Linked DNA regions of Mus musculus: region 2 is linked to region 1. The links are chromatin contacts, called in public HiChIP or PLAC-seq maps. All regions are on one chromosome and are shown on one strand. Each heading gives the region's core, a stretch centred on a gene start, on an enhancer-like site or on the middle of the called end of the contact. The rest is flanking DNA. Distances are from core to core; before and after follow the strand shown.

Region 1 (2,931 bases), core at 305-2,804:
CCTTGGTTAGAGTTATTATTGCTGTGATGAAACACCATGACCAAAAGCAAGTTGGGGAGGAAAGAGTTTATTGGACTTCCACTGAAGGAAAGCAGGACAGAAATTCAAGCAAGGCAGGAACCTAGAGGCAGGGGCTGATACAGGAACCATGGAGGGATGCTGCTTACTGGCTTGCTCTTCATGGCTTGCTTAGGCTGCTTTCTTACAGAACCAGCCACCAGCCCAGGGATTGCACCACCCACAACAGGCTGGGACCTCCCGCATCTATCACTACTTAAGAAAATGCCCTACAGGCTTGAGTACTGCCAGAGAGTCATTTTAAAAAGTAAAATGGCATTTATTTAGCTTTTAGGAAATTAAATAAAAAACTCAGAATAAAGCAAAATCAAAACTATAACATGTCAGATGACTGACCATGTCCAAGTACAACAGCACTTACTAATAAACATAAAAATAAAATTTACCATGATAGTTGCTCTTTCCCAACTTGTACTGCATGGTTGTTTTTGAGAAGCCTACACTAGCCCACCCCCTACGATGTGACCGAGATTACAGTCCCATAGGGGAACGAGTTTCTATTCTTACAGGTCCCATACAACCAGTTCCTCAGAACTTCTAAACTGGCACTTTCATGAAGAGAACAGGCACAAGCCATCCTGGCTCTGGCATCATAGGTGTTCTAAGCCCTGCCCATGACAACAGTTCTAACCCATCAGCATTCCTGGCAGCCTGGTCTCTAGCCCCTGCCACCGTCCTCAGAAGCAGCCTCTCGAACTGCGCCTAAACTGCAATGACAGAGCTGTAGGTCAAACTTAGACCTGTGCTCCTGAGAGCACAGCCTGATCTTACGGAGGGATTTTTCCAATCCAGTGTCGCTCCCCTCAGATGACTATTGTTTGTCTCAAGCTGACCCAGCAAGTTTTGAACAAGACACACACACATGTACACACACACACACACACACACACACACACACACACACACACACATAAACACACACACACACGCACACAGGGGTATAACATACATGTCTCATACCTGTGGAGGTTAAATGAAGGCATTAGGTCCCTCTGGAACTAGACCTCCACATGAGTGCTGGAAACCGAACTTGGGTCCTCTGTAAGAGCAAACGCCCAGCTGCTGAGTTCTCTTTCCAGAGCACACAATTCATCTTTTTACACTGTGTACTATTTATAAACCTCTATTACTATTTTCACATTTGCCTTTGAATTAATATTATAAAAAAGAGTACTTTTTTTTTTAAATCTCAGAATCACACCAACTCTCATTTATCTGTGTAGAATAGTTACCTTTCTTGGTGTTGATTATGTCTGTGGCTTTGAGCAACCACCTAGTGTTCTTTCAAGTTCAGACAGAACAACTCTCGACTAGTAGCAGACTCCTTCAGATTCTGTTTAATCTGTAAACACTTCATTTCTGTTCCATCGTTGATGTGGCTTGGAAGTGAGGCATCTCCCTTAGACTCATGTGTCTGAATGCTTGTTCCCTAGCTGGTGACGATGCTTCTGGAGATTGTGCAGATGGTAGGAGGTGGAGTCTTACTGAAAGAAGTGGATTGCTGGATTCAGGTCCTATGGGGTATAGCCTGGCCCCGCTTCCCCACTGAGTGCTGGAAAGTGAGTCTCTGCTTTCTGGTCCACCGAGCTATGAGACATCTCAGTCTCTTCTCTCGCTACCGTGAATTAACCATGCATTTCCTGCATAATAGACTTTATCCTCTCACTGGATGAGCCCAAATCAATCCTTATTCCTAGAGTTGCTTCTGTTAAGTACTGTGTCACAAGGATGAAAAAATGCAGCTGACATAGCAAGCAAGGCTGAAGCATCTGGATATAGAGTTCTCCCATGATGGCATTTTTACTTTCTTTCAGCATTTTGAATATTATAACACCCTCCTGCTTTCTGATGACTGAGAGGCTGTGAATCTTATCAATGGTTCCTTGCATGACAAATGTCTTTGATAACACATGGTGGGATTTGTTATTGTGCAAATAGTAGAAATTCTCATTTCCAAGTCATAGCTTACAGACAGTACAGGCAAAGCTCTTTTCTTGGTACTTCAGCTGGCAAGCTCAAAGGACCTAACGTCAGAGTGGCAAGCACCTGCTCACTTAACAAAGGGGCTGCAGGTTTTTACTGACGTTCTGGGCTTGGTCAGTGTAGCTTTGATTGGTCATAGGCAAGGGTTTATACTCACTGTGCAAAGCCTTGGATCTCACCTGAACTTGGACCATATTTATGTTCCTCTACTGTCTCTTGTCTCGTCTCCCCCTGTAGTCTTCCCTTTACTCTTCCTCAACAGTTTCCCCACTATTTTCATGTCATATGTGCATGCACACATATGTAAATATGAGTACAATCTAGGTTCTACCTATGAGAGAAAACAAGTGATTTTTTTTTCCTTTCTGGACCTGGCCTTTTTTTTTTTTTTTTTTTTTTGCTTAATACGATGATTTCTGAATCCTTCGGTTTCTTGGCAAGGACACAGTGCTGTTCTTGTTTATGGCAGAACAAGACTCCAGTGTGAGCGTGATATTTCCTTTATCAGGTATTTGTGGCTGGATACATAGGAGGCTGATTCCATAGTTGGGTTACTATGAGTGGTGCCATAGGAAAGGTGGATGAGCATGTAGCCCTATGCAATGTTGACTTACTATCCATTGGTTGTATTTAAGCAGTGGGATAGCTGAATTATATATTAGTTTTACTCTGAGGTTTTTGAGGAATCTCCACACTGATTTCCATAGTGACTGCATTAGTGTGCATTATTCCCACCAGCCGTGTATAAAGATTCCTCATTTCCACATTGTCCTCGGCATTTGGTCTTGGTTGTTTGAAATTGTAACCCTTCTGATGATGAGTGACAGAGGATCTCAATATAGCCCTCCACCCCATTATTTATACATTAAT
Region 2 (2,931 bases), core at 201-2,700, 480 kb after region 1:
CTAAGAGTGCAGGAGCTACTCTGAGAGCATCTCCTTACATCAGCTTCCCCTAGTGTACCCTGCCAGCTTCTCTGCAGTGTGCTCTCCCCAGTACATACTAACTGGATCTCTGCCACAGGCTAGACATAGGGACAGGAAATGCCTGATGCTGGCCTGCCTAGAGAATATGAAGAAGCCCCGCCCCCTTTTCCTTTCCACCTTGTTAAGCGCTCCAGCACACAGGAATTACTGGGAAACAAACAGACGCTAGGCAGTAGAATTGTTTTTCTGACCTTTCTGCCCTGCAGACTATTGATTTGTTTGTCGATAGAAAACTTAGGCATTTCTTCTAAAATAGGACTTGGTCCCGGAGATGCAACTGTGTAAGAACAACTAAAATGGAAGATATATTGGCACAGAAACCAGGAGTTGAGAGATAAACCCAGGGGTGCTGGAGGTCTAATGCCCAGATTCTTGAGACAACAAAAGCTATAGCTTCTCTTACAGGGGGATGTGTTTTTCTCCTCTGTCCTGCAGGCATTGAAAAGCTGACTGCATTTTACTAATACTTACCAAAAAGTGGATGGTAAGAATGATTAGTGGGGGAGGGTGAACTTGCATTGCCCAGCAGTTTCCAGGGAGAGAAAACTGTGGTATGTTATCATGATGGCCAGGGTTGAATTTCTTTTAAAACTGTGATGTTACATCTTATGAAACACACAAAGACCATCCTGGTAAACTTTCCAACTTGGAAAACTGGATATGCAGATACCTCCATAACCAGCATTCAAGTCAAGCTTAGAACAACTCCAGATACTTTGGGGCTTGGGAGTGTTTGATCCTTGGCACTTTCATAAGAGCCAGGAGAAGAGGCAAATGTCTGGAATCCCAGAGCTAGATTGTAGGCAGACAGGTTGAGCCCAGCAGCATGCTGGCCAGCTGGTTCAGTGTGAAAAAGACTTTGCATCAAAAACTAGGGTAGAGAGGGACTGAAGAAGACACCCACTGTTGACCTCTGGCCTCCGCATGCACATGTGTGAAAATGAACCTGCATATACAGGTACATTACATACATGCACATATACATATTCCACGTAACTAGACTCAAAGGCATACATAAATGCACGCACACACACACACACACACACACACACACACACGCACTCACTTCACACACACACACACACACACACACACACTCACTTGCAGCTGCCTAGGAGGCTCCTGGGTACCTCTCTGTAGCTGTAACCTTCAAGGACAACTGTGGCTCTGGCTTCTTTTACTTTAATTGGCAATTCATCTTTTTTTTTAAGTCCCATAAATACATTCTCTTGTGTGTGACATCTTCCAACCCATACACATTCCCATGGAAGGCTGTGTGAGAATTCGTCCTTTCCTGAGCTGTGTCGTATAGAATGAACAGTCTATAGCTTATTTACCCATTCTGCTGCAGACAGACACTTGGGTTAGTTCCAGCTTGAGATCATTATGCATAAAGCTGCTCTGAATGTTGTTATATATGCATATGTAAATGAGTGGACCTAAACACTCGATTCTGTTGGATAAGTGCCCAGAAACGGAACTGATGGATCACAGCACAGGCATATGCTGAGCTTTAATGGGTGCTGCAAAAACTGCCCGAAGCAGAGGCTCGCTCCCCGGGCATCTCCACTGCAGTGTGGGTTCCAGTTGCTCCTCATTCTCGCCAGCACTCAGCACTATCATCTGGTTGGTGCATCACTGTGCCCCCTATAGATTTCAATGTGCATGTCCCTCATCACCCATGCTGGTCTGCATCCTTTGCATTGATTGGCCATTTTGTAAAGCAATGGGGAATCTCTCTCTATACATATACTGTCCCCCTTCTCTCTCTCTGTTTGTATGTTTGTGTGTGTACATGCATACGTGTTTGTGTGCACGCACAGCTGCACGTGGGTGTATAGGTGCTGGCAGCTGAAGTATGGAACCTTTACCCATGGATCTCCACTTAATTTAAAATTTGTATTTTATTTTATATATATGGGCATTCTCCCTGTGTATGTATGCTTATGCACCATCTGTATACCTTGTGTCCACAGGGCAGAAGAGAACACTGAGTCCCCTGAAACCTAACTTATTGGCAGTTGTGAGCTACCATGTACATACTGGGAATTTAACCTAGGTCCTCTCAAAGAGCAGCCAGTTCTCTTAACCATGGAGCTGTCTTTCCAGCCCCCCCCCCCTTATTTTTTGAGATGCAGCAGCTCACCGAATCCAAGAGTTTACCAGTTGTTTGGACTGACTACCTAGTGAACTCTGGGGATCTGTCTGTCTCTTCTTCCCTCAGTCATGAGGTAATAGATATGCCCTGCCTTGCCAGACTCTTAAGTAGGTGCTGGGCACACAGGCTCACATCCTCATACTCAGGCAGTAGGGGCTTTACTAATCAAACTATTTTATCAAAGATTTATTATTTTTGTTTTAGGTGTCCATGTTTTGCCGGAATGCATATGCATGCAACCACCATGTGCATTCGAGGTGCCTGCAGGTCAGAAGAGGGTGTAAGATCCCTTAGAACTAGAGCTATGGGTGGCTATGGGCCATAAAGTGAGCCTCAAACCCAGGTCCTCTGCAAGAAGAACTCATGCTGTTAATTTCAGAGCCATCTCTCCAGCCCCACCCCAGGAGGTGTTAAAGGGTAAGCTAAGAACACCCTCCTATTTCTCCTAGTTGACAAAGAAGATGAAGTATAGGGGTTGGAGCCCTCTCTGCCACCTGGCCATACACTGCACTCAGCAGCCTTAATCACAGGACCCTCCTCTGCCTTTTCAGAGGAACAGCTGGGCTCTCTATCAAGGGCTGTCCACTCAGGAACCCTCTCTTCTGCAATTCCCTTCTGTTTCATGGCTTAGAAATCTACTTTTATCTTCAGTGTTTTAACTTTCTATAGTATTAACCATGATCCCCTCTTCA

Evidence for each region. HiChIP or PLAC-seq counts read pairs in DNA pulled down with a chosen protein or histone mark.
Region 2: a contact with region 1 is called in an H3K27ac HiChIP or PLAC-seq map of SST interneurons, with 5 times the contacts expected there. The contact joins two enhancer-like sites. A contact is called at or near these places in 1 of 484 Hi-C or Micro-C datasets (embryonic limb bud) and 2 of 115 datasets of contacts at active chromatin or transcription factors (SST interneurons and embryonic stem cells).

What each region holds. Positions count from the first base shown.
Region 1 is chr7:73,844,782-73,847,712 of GRCm38.p6, forward strand. No RefSeq gene overlaps it. Among named protein-coding and RNA genes, the nearest start is that of Gm21269, 20 kb to the left of the region's middle. Within about 2 kb of position 1,555, at least 1 of the 459 cell types and tissues checked has an H3K27ac peak or open chromatin away from gene starts, as enhancers often do. A contact at or near this core is called in SST interneurons, where this site is marked.
Region 2 is chr7:74,323,756-74,326,686 of GRCm38.p6, forward strand. All of the region lies in intron 5 of Slco3a1 (solute carrier organic anion transporter family, member 3a1), which reads right to left. Among named protein-coding and RNA genes, the nearest start is that of Slco3a1, 230 kb to the right of the region's middle. Within about 2 kb of position 1,451, at least 25 of the 459 cell types and tissues checked have an H3K27ac peak or open chromatin away from gene starts, as enhancers often do. A contact at or near this core is called in SST interneurons, where this site is marked.